Linked DNA regions of Canis lupus: region 1 is linked to region 2. A link is a contact called in public Hi-C data. All regions are on one chromosome and are shown on one strand. Each heading gives the region's core, a stretch centred on a gene start, on an enhancer-like site or on the middle of the called end of the contact. The rest is flanking DNA. Distances are from core to core; before and after follow the strand shown. Region 1 has its middle 240 kb from the start of SYT16. Region 2 overlaps PRKCH (protein kinase C eta type).

Region 1 (4,074 bases), core at 110-2,609, 600 kb after region 2:
CAACTCCTCTTTTTAATTGGTTCCCAGTGGTGCTCTCTTCCTCTCAGGCCCTGGCCTGACCCTATAGGGAACAACGGAAGTGGTGTATATCCCTCTTCAATAAGATTCCTTCTCTGAGGGATTCCCTCTTTCCTTTGGACGAACGTCTTCTGCTAGGTTGGTCATTTTTCTTTCTTTAATTTGGCTCCCTTGGCTACCTGGATTTGTCCACATTGACCTTCTCATCGTCCCTTCCCTCCAAGAATAACAACCCCATTGAACAATGACAGCAAAAAGCATTGGTTAAAAAAAGGGGGTGGGGTGGGGGCAGGCCTTGAGTGAAGCATCAGAGACAATATAATCCTTTGGGTGAATTTATACTACAGTGTAATAGACTGAAACAGGCATACTTTCTCCAGTTTCCTTTGTGAAAAGAGCCTTCTGTTTTGTGTATTTTTTAAAGAAACTTACATATTAGCCTGAACTTTTAATTAGCCACTGGATCAAAACGAAGGCTTCCTCACTCCATAAAGGGAATGTCTGACCCTCCACAGGGGCATTTTTCTGAAATCTTTGGCACCATACTGGCAGCCATACCCAGTAGAGGAATGAGACTCTGGTCTGAATTTCATGGGTTAGTTTTTCCCTCTTCAAAATCTATCAACTGTGCAGACACAAACAGAAACACGCTGGGGAGGAGAGTCCCAGAAGGCAGAAGTTCCTGTAGTCCTTATCCCGCACGCCTCAAGCCAGGCCACACACACCCTCCACCATCTCTCTTCCTGCCAGGGTCCTTCCTGCCCCAAGGCGCAGAGCATCCCGGCGGGTCTCAGTGTTGGAAAGGCACTGACCAAGTTCTGCTGAAAGTGCCGTCCCACTCCCAATCCCAAACCCTCTCACCCCAGGGGACGCCCAGCTACTGCCCCGCGGCGAGTGGCACTGGCTGGGGAGGGGCGGCCCCATCACCCGCCCGGCCCCACGGGAGCTGCGACCCTCCCCCACCCGCAGCTCCCCAGCTCTCCGGCCCCCCGGTTTGGGGCTCTTTGTTCGCTGCCCCTCCTCGCTGCAGTTCTCAAACCCGGCTCCCAGCAGCCCCCGCCAGCGCACCCGACCTACAGGAAAGTTGCTCCGAGCTGTGGAGGGGCGTCATCGCCTCCTAGCAACGCTCCTAGCAACCGGGTAACATCTGCTCCCTCTGGTCCAATGCGAGCGGAGAACAGCTGCGCGCCCGCCTCGCGTTCCGAACCCGGAGCGAGAGGCGCTTCAGAGCCTGGAGGGACGGACCTGCAGGAGCCAGGGCTGCCCGCCGAGCTGCAGTTGCCGCCGCCGCCGCCGCCGCTGTCAGCGCCCCTCCGAAGAGTGACAGCTCCGCACACGCGGGACGGAGCCCCGAGCCCCGCGCCTCTACGAAGCAGGTGCATGCGCCCATCTCCTGGTCAGCGGACCCAGCTCGCAAGGTATGTCTGGACTTACGCACAATAAGGCTCAGAAAGGACCCATTTCATTGAGGGTGAGGGCAAGGGACTGTTCTGGGATCCTACTCTGCCCTCGGTCATTGAACAGCGGCCAGGTGGTGGTCCCGCATAACCTGGTTTCTTTCTTTCTTTCTTTTTTTTTTTTTTTTTAAATCGTGAAATTGGTTCCGGAGGATTCCCCATGCCCGTCGTTTCTAGGTTTGTGCTCGGAAGTTTTCAGCCCTCCTTGTTTTTCCTTTGACTTCGCTGCCCATGTGTGGCTAGGAGAGCTGGGAGCAGTAGGCACCCATGCAAAGCCTGTGGTTAGGGCTAAAATGACATCGTGTAGTCTGGACTAATGGAATCAACACGTATGGAGAGCAACAATCTTTTTGGGTCCTGCTCTGGAAAGGGTCCATTTGGCCGGGAGCAGCCCTTCACTGTTACTCAATCTCCTGAAAAGTAACCATAGTAACTCACCTCTCTTTTGATGGGATCCTCCTCATTGGCTGCCTATCTTCCTTTGGAAAGCTCATCTCTCTAAATATAGAAGATGATGAGATCTGTAAGCATACATCCATGTAGAAAAGGTGCAGTACAGCATGGCCCTTTAAGGAAAAACTCTCTTCAAAGAAAAAGTGCCATTTGGCTATTTCAAATCCTGTGAGAAGTAGTGTGTCTTACAGAGAATGATTGAGTTACTGTTCTAACGGCTGGATTGTTACTTTAGAGAGAATTTTTCTTGAAATTATGCAAAATCTGGTGTTTGAAAACAAATTAAGTATATATGACTGTGATTTTTCCAAAAAATCAACCTGCTGATAATCTCCCCAAAATGATCTCCCGTAAATGATTGGTGAAATCAGTTATTCACTTATTTGCAAATTTCTTAGGATAGTTATAGATCCCTTATGTTTAAAATTCAATCTGGAGAACACCAGAATGATTGTGTGTGCTTGAAGGTTTATCTATTTATCTATCTGGTCCAGAACAGCCCCACCTAGAACATCTTAGATAGGGTCCTCCTATTGCATGGGTTCTTCTGACGTGATAACCAGTTCAAGTGAGGGCCGTCCTGACTCTTCCAATGTTATTTGCATCTGTCTCCGTGTTTCAAAATCTCAGGTAGCCATTCATGAGCCTGAGGCTGTGAGAAATGCTTGCTGTGCAAAGGGGAACTCTCACCAGATTTTCTCAAGCTGTCCTAGAAATACACTTTTCAGATTGATTCAGCTTTACCAGGTAATCACTACCTTAAAAGAAATTACTGTTTAAATATGTATCCAGAGAAATAAATGCTAATGTAGCATTACCATGACTTACAAGATCAATATAAGGGGTTGTGTATATAGATGGTTGCTGGGTAGAAGTCAATAGAGATTTTCTGTAGAAAGGACATTTGTGGGCTGGCAGATTTTCCTCTCTAAGACCCATGTGAATAGACTGGGCCAAATTAGGCAGCTTGCCTTGGGGAACATGTCAAGCGGAAGCCCTATGAGCAAACTGGTGCATGTCTGAATGAAGGAAGTGAAGAGAACTCTTCAAGTTGCAAGAGGAGATCATGGTGATTTTTAAAGATTTAATCTGCATTACGGCCATGATGATAGAAACCCATGGAGTGTCAAGTATTTCAAACGAAATTTTCAAGACTGAATACAGTCGTTTAATGAGTGCTCAGCCCTCCACTGCTGTGTTTAACTTTCACATGTACTGAGCTATCCATGTGCAGTTCCTGTAGGTAACCAGCCTAGCAAATTGCAGTCATGTTCATGAAAATATACCATGCTGTGTTTCTTCCTTGATTTTACCTCTCTTTGTAAAAACAAATAATTGAACAATTTTATTTAGAAAGCTATTTGAACATTTATTCTGGTCTAGCTGTATAGTTTTTTTTGATAATCGTGAGACTTTAAAAGTACTGGTCTTCATAGTCACTTAGTGAAATATCTTTAATAATTTTAAGCATTGAAGATGACCATTAAGCCATCATTAGCCTTTAGTACCACCACCCTTTTTCCTTCCTCCATTATAACTACTATATTTTATGATAAGAAACAAATCCAAGGAGACCAATAAGATTTATTGTCATCTGCCATGAGTGGTGTGTAGAGTTTTAGTCCTGCTATCAATCTGAGGAAAGTTTGAATAAAGCAGCCACAAGTATTGGTTCATGTTTATGCATTAGTCTTGTGCATTAGTAATTTATATGCATCTTATCTCTTATGTAATATGCATAGGAGTTTAAAATCATTCAGTGCCCTTTAATTTACATGAACAGGTTTGCCCTTTCATTGAGACCACTATTTCAATCAAGAAGGTCAAGTGAAGAGGGTTCTTAAATTTTAATTTTGATTCTATCATGAATGTATAATGTGCAGAATGTATACTGTGCAATCTTGATGAACATATCTGCTTCAAGTCATTCATCAGAAAATGTCATCATGGCAGTTAGCTTTAAATAAATAAAAATAAATCAGATAATATCATTATAATATAAGCATTATTTCTACAGACATCGGTAGATCCTAAGGAAGAGTGAAAAAAAATTCCACCCATTTGTAAGTTAAGGATCTAGCCGCTCTTGTCGATGGGAATGCCAGCTGTACTTGTTCATACCACGAGTTATAAAGAGAGGTGTACT
Region 2 (4,011 bases), core at 1,087-3,586:
CTGCATATTTTAATAGATATTTGAAAGAGGAAAAAATGGGATCTTGGTCAGAAACGGAAGGTGGTAGGAGGTGAGGTGGCCGAAGGAGAGGCTTCGGTTATGAGTAAGAACTGGCAGGAGAGTAGGTCCAGCGACCTCACCAGAAATAAGCAGGAATCGAGTAAAAGCACAAGAAAAGCTGCCCTGGGTCTTTTCCTCAAAGAGGTGGATAGAGATTGGAGAGGTAGGTGGGGTGAAGGATGCTTGAGCTTTGGCCATGGACTTGTGCTTCAGTAACTCTGCCCAATGGAGCTTGAGTTGGGAACTTTGGCCTTAGCAAAGGGTCTGAGAGTAAGGTGTGATTCCTGTCCTGTTAGGAGCTGGGGAGTTTCAAGTTGTCTCCCACTGAGTGTTGCCATGACAGTCTGGCTGTCATGGGGTGCAGTCCCCTGCGGAAATACAGGTGAATTTCAGCCTGAAGCTCTAGATAAATCCTGAGTCACTGGGGGAGGCAGAGTTGATGTCATTGCAGCCAGACAACTTCCATCAAGTGTTTGGACTCACCAAGCCTGCTCTGCCAACATAAAGGGACTAGTCACCTGTCTTTAGGAGGGGCAAATTTTAAAAATCTCTTTAGAACGTTATTTAATAATTCTTTTTTCCTAGAAACATGAAATAATTCTTTTTCAACCAAAACAGCAACCAGCTCATGTGTAGCTTTGGTTCAGGCACTGCTTGATCTGAAGTTGGATGGTGACCCCTAGGTGTGGCTTTCATTGCAAAAGTCACTTTCTGCTTTTGTATAGTTGTTGCTGTCACGCAGGGCCAGGCGTGGGGCTCATCTGCATTGTTCTTGTCCCTCGTGGCCTGAGGGTAGCACACACACAATGATCCATCTCCTGTAATTTTTGCTTTTATTGTCACATGGTCCTTTAGAGAGGGCACTGCAGGTGTGCTTCTCTGTACTGGCTTTCACCATGAAGCTAATGAAGCTTAAGCCTCAGGGTGCCTTCCCTGCAAGGGTATCTTCCAGAACTCTCCACTTGATTGGATATTCTTTCTCTAAAAGAGAGCACCCTAAATTACATAAATCCAGACCCCACAGAGCCTGGATCTGTGCATGCTTCCAACGATGGGTTGACACTCCTGATGCAGGAATATGTTGCCTGTGGTTTGAGTTCTGCCTCCCAATCAGCAGGGCCCCAGTAAAGAAACTGTGTCAGAACTTTCTGCTGATTAGACCTTGGGTCCCTTCATCCTCCCAGGTCAGTTACCTCTGCACCAGGAACTTAGCTTGCTCTTCTCTCCTCTTCCAACTGCCATTTACTTTGACCTTTAAAAAAGTTGCTTCTCTCCCCCGTGAAGTAGTTAGAAGCACAGGCTGCAAGCACTGAGAACCACAGCCCCACAGGATGCTGTACCCTGTGCTGTGAGGGCCACCCAACCACAACAATATTCAGAAAGAGAGCTTTAGAGGTTTTTCTCTCAGAAACACCGTTTCCATCCTGTCTGAACAGCAATCTATATGTGGCATTTAGATTGCTACCTTTTATTGAGGGATACAGGCAAAAGCATAGAGTCAATTGACATGATGCCTTGTTAATTGACTGAAACTTCACTGGGATGAGCATTTTGATTTCTGTATTGAATCATGCTGTTAAATCGGCTTTGACTACTACATATCATTTAGATGAATGTCTTTCATCAAGTCACGGTGAAAAAGTGGATTTGAAATTTATTATTTATCAGTGTGCCAGGCTTTCTGCTTCTGCATAAAATGGAAATGGGAAAGATGTCAGAGTTTGTTTGGAGTGTGAATTCAGTTTAATGAGAAGATGGCATTGTGCAGCCTGTACAATTCCTCTGTCATCATCTTTCAGGTTATTAAAGTTCTTTTTTGCAGTGTATGTTGAATTGGCACCTTCCTGAATGTGGATTCTCTTCTCTTCCCCCCCTCCAGTATGTAAGATGAATGTCCACATTCGATGTCAGGCGAACGTGGCACCTAACTGTGGTGTAAATGCAGTGGAGCTAGCCAAGACCCTGGCAGGAATGGGCCTCCAGCCCGGAAATATTTCTCCAACCTCGGTGAGACTTTGCTTTTTGCAATGTATTGCAATTTAGACGTTGTTCAGATGTGGCAAGTCCAAATGAGTGCATGTGGCATAAGCAAAGTTCCTAATCTCAGCAAACACAATAATCAAGATTTATTGTATTTTTTAAGAGCATTTTGTTCCACCAAGAAGATTCTGTATACAGTTATATGACATGAAATAACAAGCATGCAGATATAGCAGGAAGCAGAAGAAGGATTTTTTTTTTTTTTTTTTTAATTAGCTTCCTGTGGTCTGGTACAGCCCTGGAGTCCAGGGCCCTGGGTTTTCCTTTTAGCTGGGGCCCCTGCAGTATAGTTGACTAGCAACTCTGGAGTTGCTTCCTCCCCTCTAACGGGGTTGAACTTGAAGATCTTTGAGGTTCTCCACAGCTCTGGAGTCTAGCTGTTCTGCAGTTTTTGTTTATGGATTGTGAATTTATCTCTCAAGCTCAGCGACAATCAGGAGTTCCTTCCTCTTGGCTCTTGGGAGTGGGTGGGGTTGTCAGTTGCCGTGGGCATGTTTTGTCTTACAGCCTCCCTGAGTCACCTCCACTTGCTGTGACCGTTAGAGCCTCAACTGCTTCCCAGACTCATGTCCTATTGCTGCCTTCCTGGCTGGGCCTGCAGAGCACTGGGAAAGAGCCATGGCTACTGTTGTGGTTTGTGAAAGGTTTAGCTTGATATCCGGTTTAGGAAAATTCTAGACTTAACTGTTAAATGTTTCTGGGTACTTAGGAAGGGAAGCACCATCACTGTCACTGTTGGGTTATCCAGAAACGTCCATAATCACCACCCTGTTTCCTTGTTATGGGTAGATTAGGGACTTGGACTGAGATTATATTCCTTTATTTCAGGAAAGTGTTAGCAATGTCTGATGTTTAGCCCATGGATGGACAGGTGGGATGCTGATGCCATGAGGGGGATTTCTAGTGCATGGGACAACTGTTCCGAAGGGCATAGATTAAGGAATTCAGCCTGCACCAGGGCTCCTAAAATGTAATGGGAATAAGACAGACCAAGTGGCACAATAGGCAGTGCCATTTGTCATTTGTCCCTTGAACCAAGTATCTTTAATGTTATGATATTTAAAAGTGAAAAAACCAAAATTACCTGTTATTTGACAGTACGACACGAAAAAGAATCTTAAGTCTATCAAAAGAGAAGAATGGGTTAAAACAAAAGATTGAGAAATACTGGCTTAGAGTTTTCTAGCTAATACCAGCCCAACCAGGGGAAGTATTTAAGTGGAGGAAGTGAGATTCAAGCTAGTTAAGTTTTTTTATCTTGCAATATTTATGATCAGAGATCTGGGGGAGAAACTACTAAAAGCAATTGGATTTTTAAGATGATCCATTTTATATCCATAATCACTGTTTTATTGGATTGAGTAAGTAAAATCCTTGTAGCTTCAAGCAATTGCACAGTTGTTGTTTATTGAAAACATTGCTTAGAAGTTGCTCCAGATAAGCCGGGGGTTTTCAGCTAAATAGGTCAAGAGCTTCAGAATGTTAGACTTTTGATCTGTTGTCTAGTGGTAGTTTGTCTTATAAATGTCCCACGATGGACATCTGCAAGTCATCTTGCCTTTGTGTAGATCCCTCCCTGTGACAGGGCTTGTACCATTGAGATGGGGTGGGTTACCCACTGAGGAGGCCACACCTACTTCTGGTTCAGTATGGTGAGACTGGAGCTCTCATTGTGCTGGTGATCAGCGTTTCTGGAGGGCCAGTTGACAGTGTATCAGAAGTCTTCAAGATTTACATTTTGTACCAAAAGATTGCATTTCCAGAAAGCTAAGAAAATAGATAATGCTCATGATCATGATGATAATGACAGCAGCTCAGCTCATGTGTATTGAATGTGCCAGGCACCAATCCAAGTGCTTTATGTGCTTTTATTCATTCCTCATAATAATTTGTGTGGCAGAGGCTATAACA

Evidence for each region. A called contact is a pair of places that touch in the nucleus more often than the background predicts.
Region 1: a contact with region 2 is called in a Hi-C map of skin fibroblasts, with 3 times the contacts expected there. The contact joins two enhancer-like sites. A contact is called at or near these places in 3 of 9 Hi-C or Micro-C datasets (amygdala, blood and skin fibroblasts).

Annotation. Positions count from the first base shown.
Region 1 is chr8:37,228,877-37,232,950 of UU_Cfam_GSD_1.0, forward strand. No RefSeq gene overlaps it. Among named protein-coding and RNA genes, the nearest start is that of SYT16, 240 kb to the left of the region's middle. Within about 2 kb of position 1,360, at least 3 of the 20 cell types and tissues checked have an H3K27ac peak or open chromatin away from gene starts, as enhancers often do.
Region 2 is chr8:36,627,100-36,631,110 of UU_Cfam_GSD_1.0, forward strand. PRKCH (protein kinase C eta type) reads left to right here. Exons shown (of 14, transcript XM_038544885.1): 7 at 1,940-2,067. Among named protein-coding and RNA genes, the nearest start is that of PRKCH, 130 kb to the left of the region's middle. Within about 2 kb of position 2,337, at least 3 of the 20 cell types and tissues checked have an H3K27ac peak or open chromatin away from gene starts, as enhancers often do.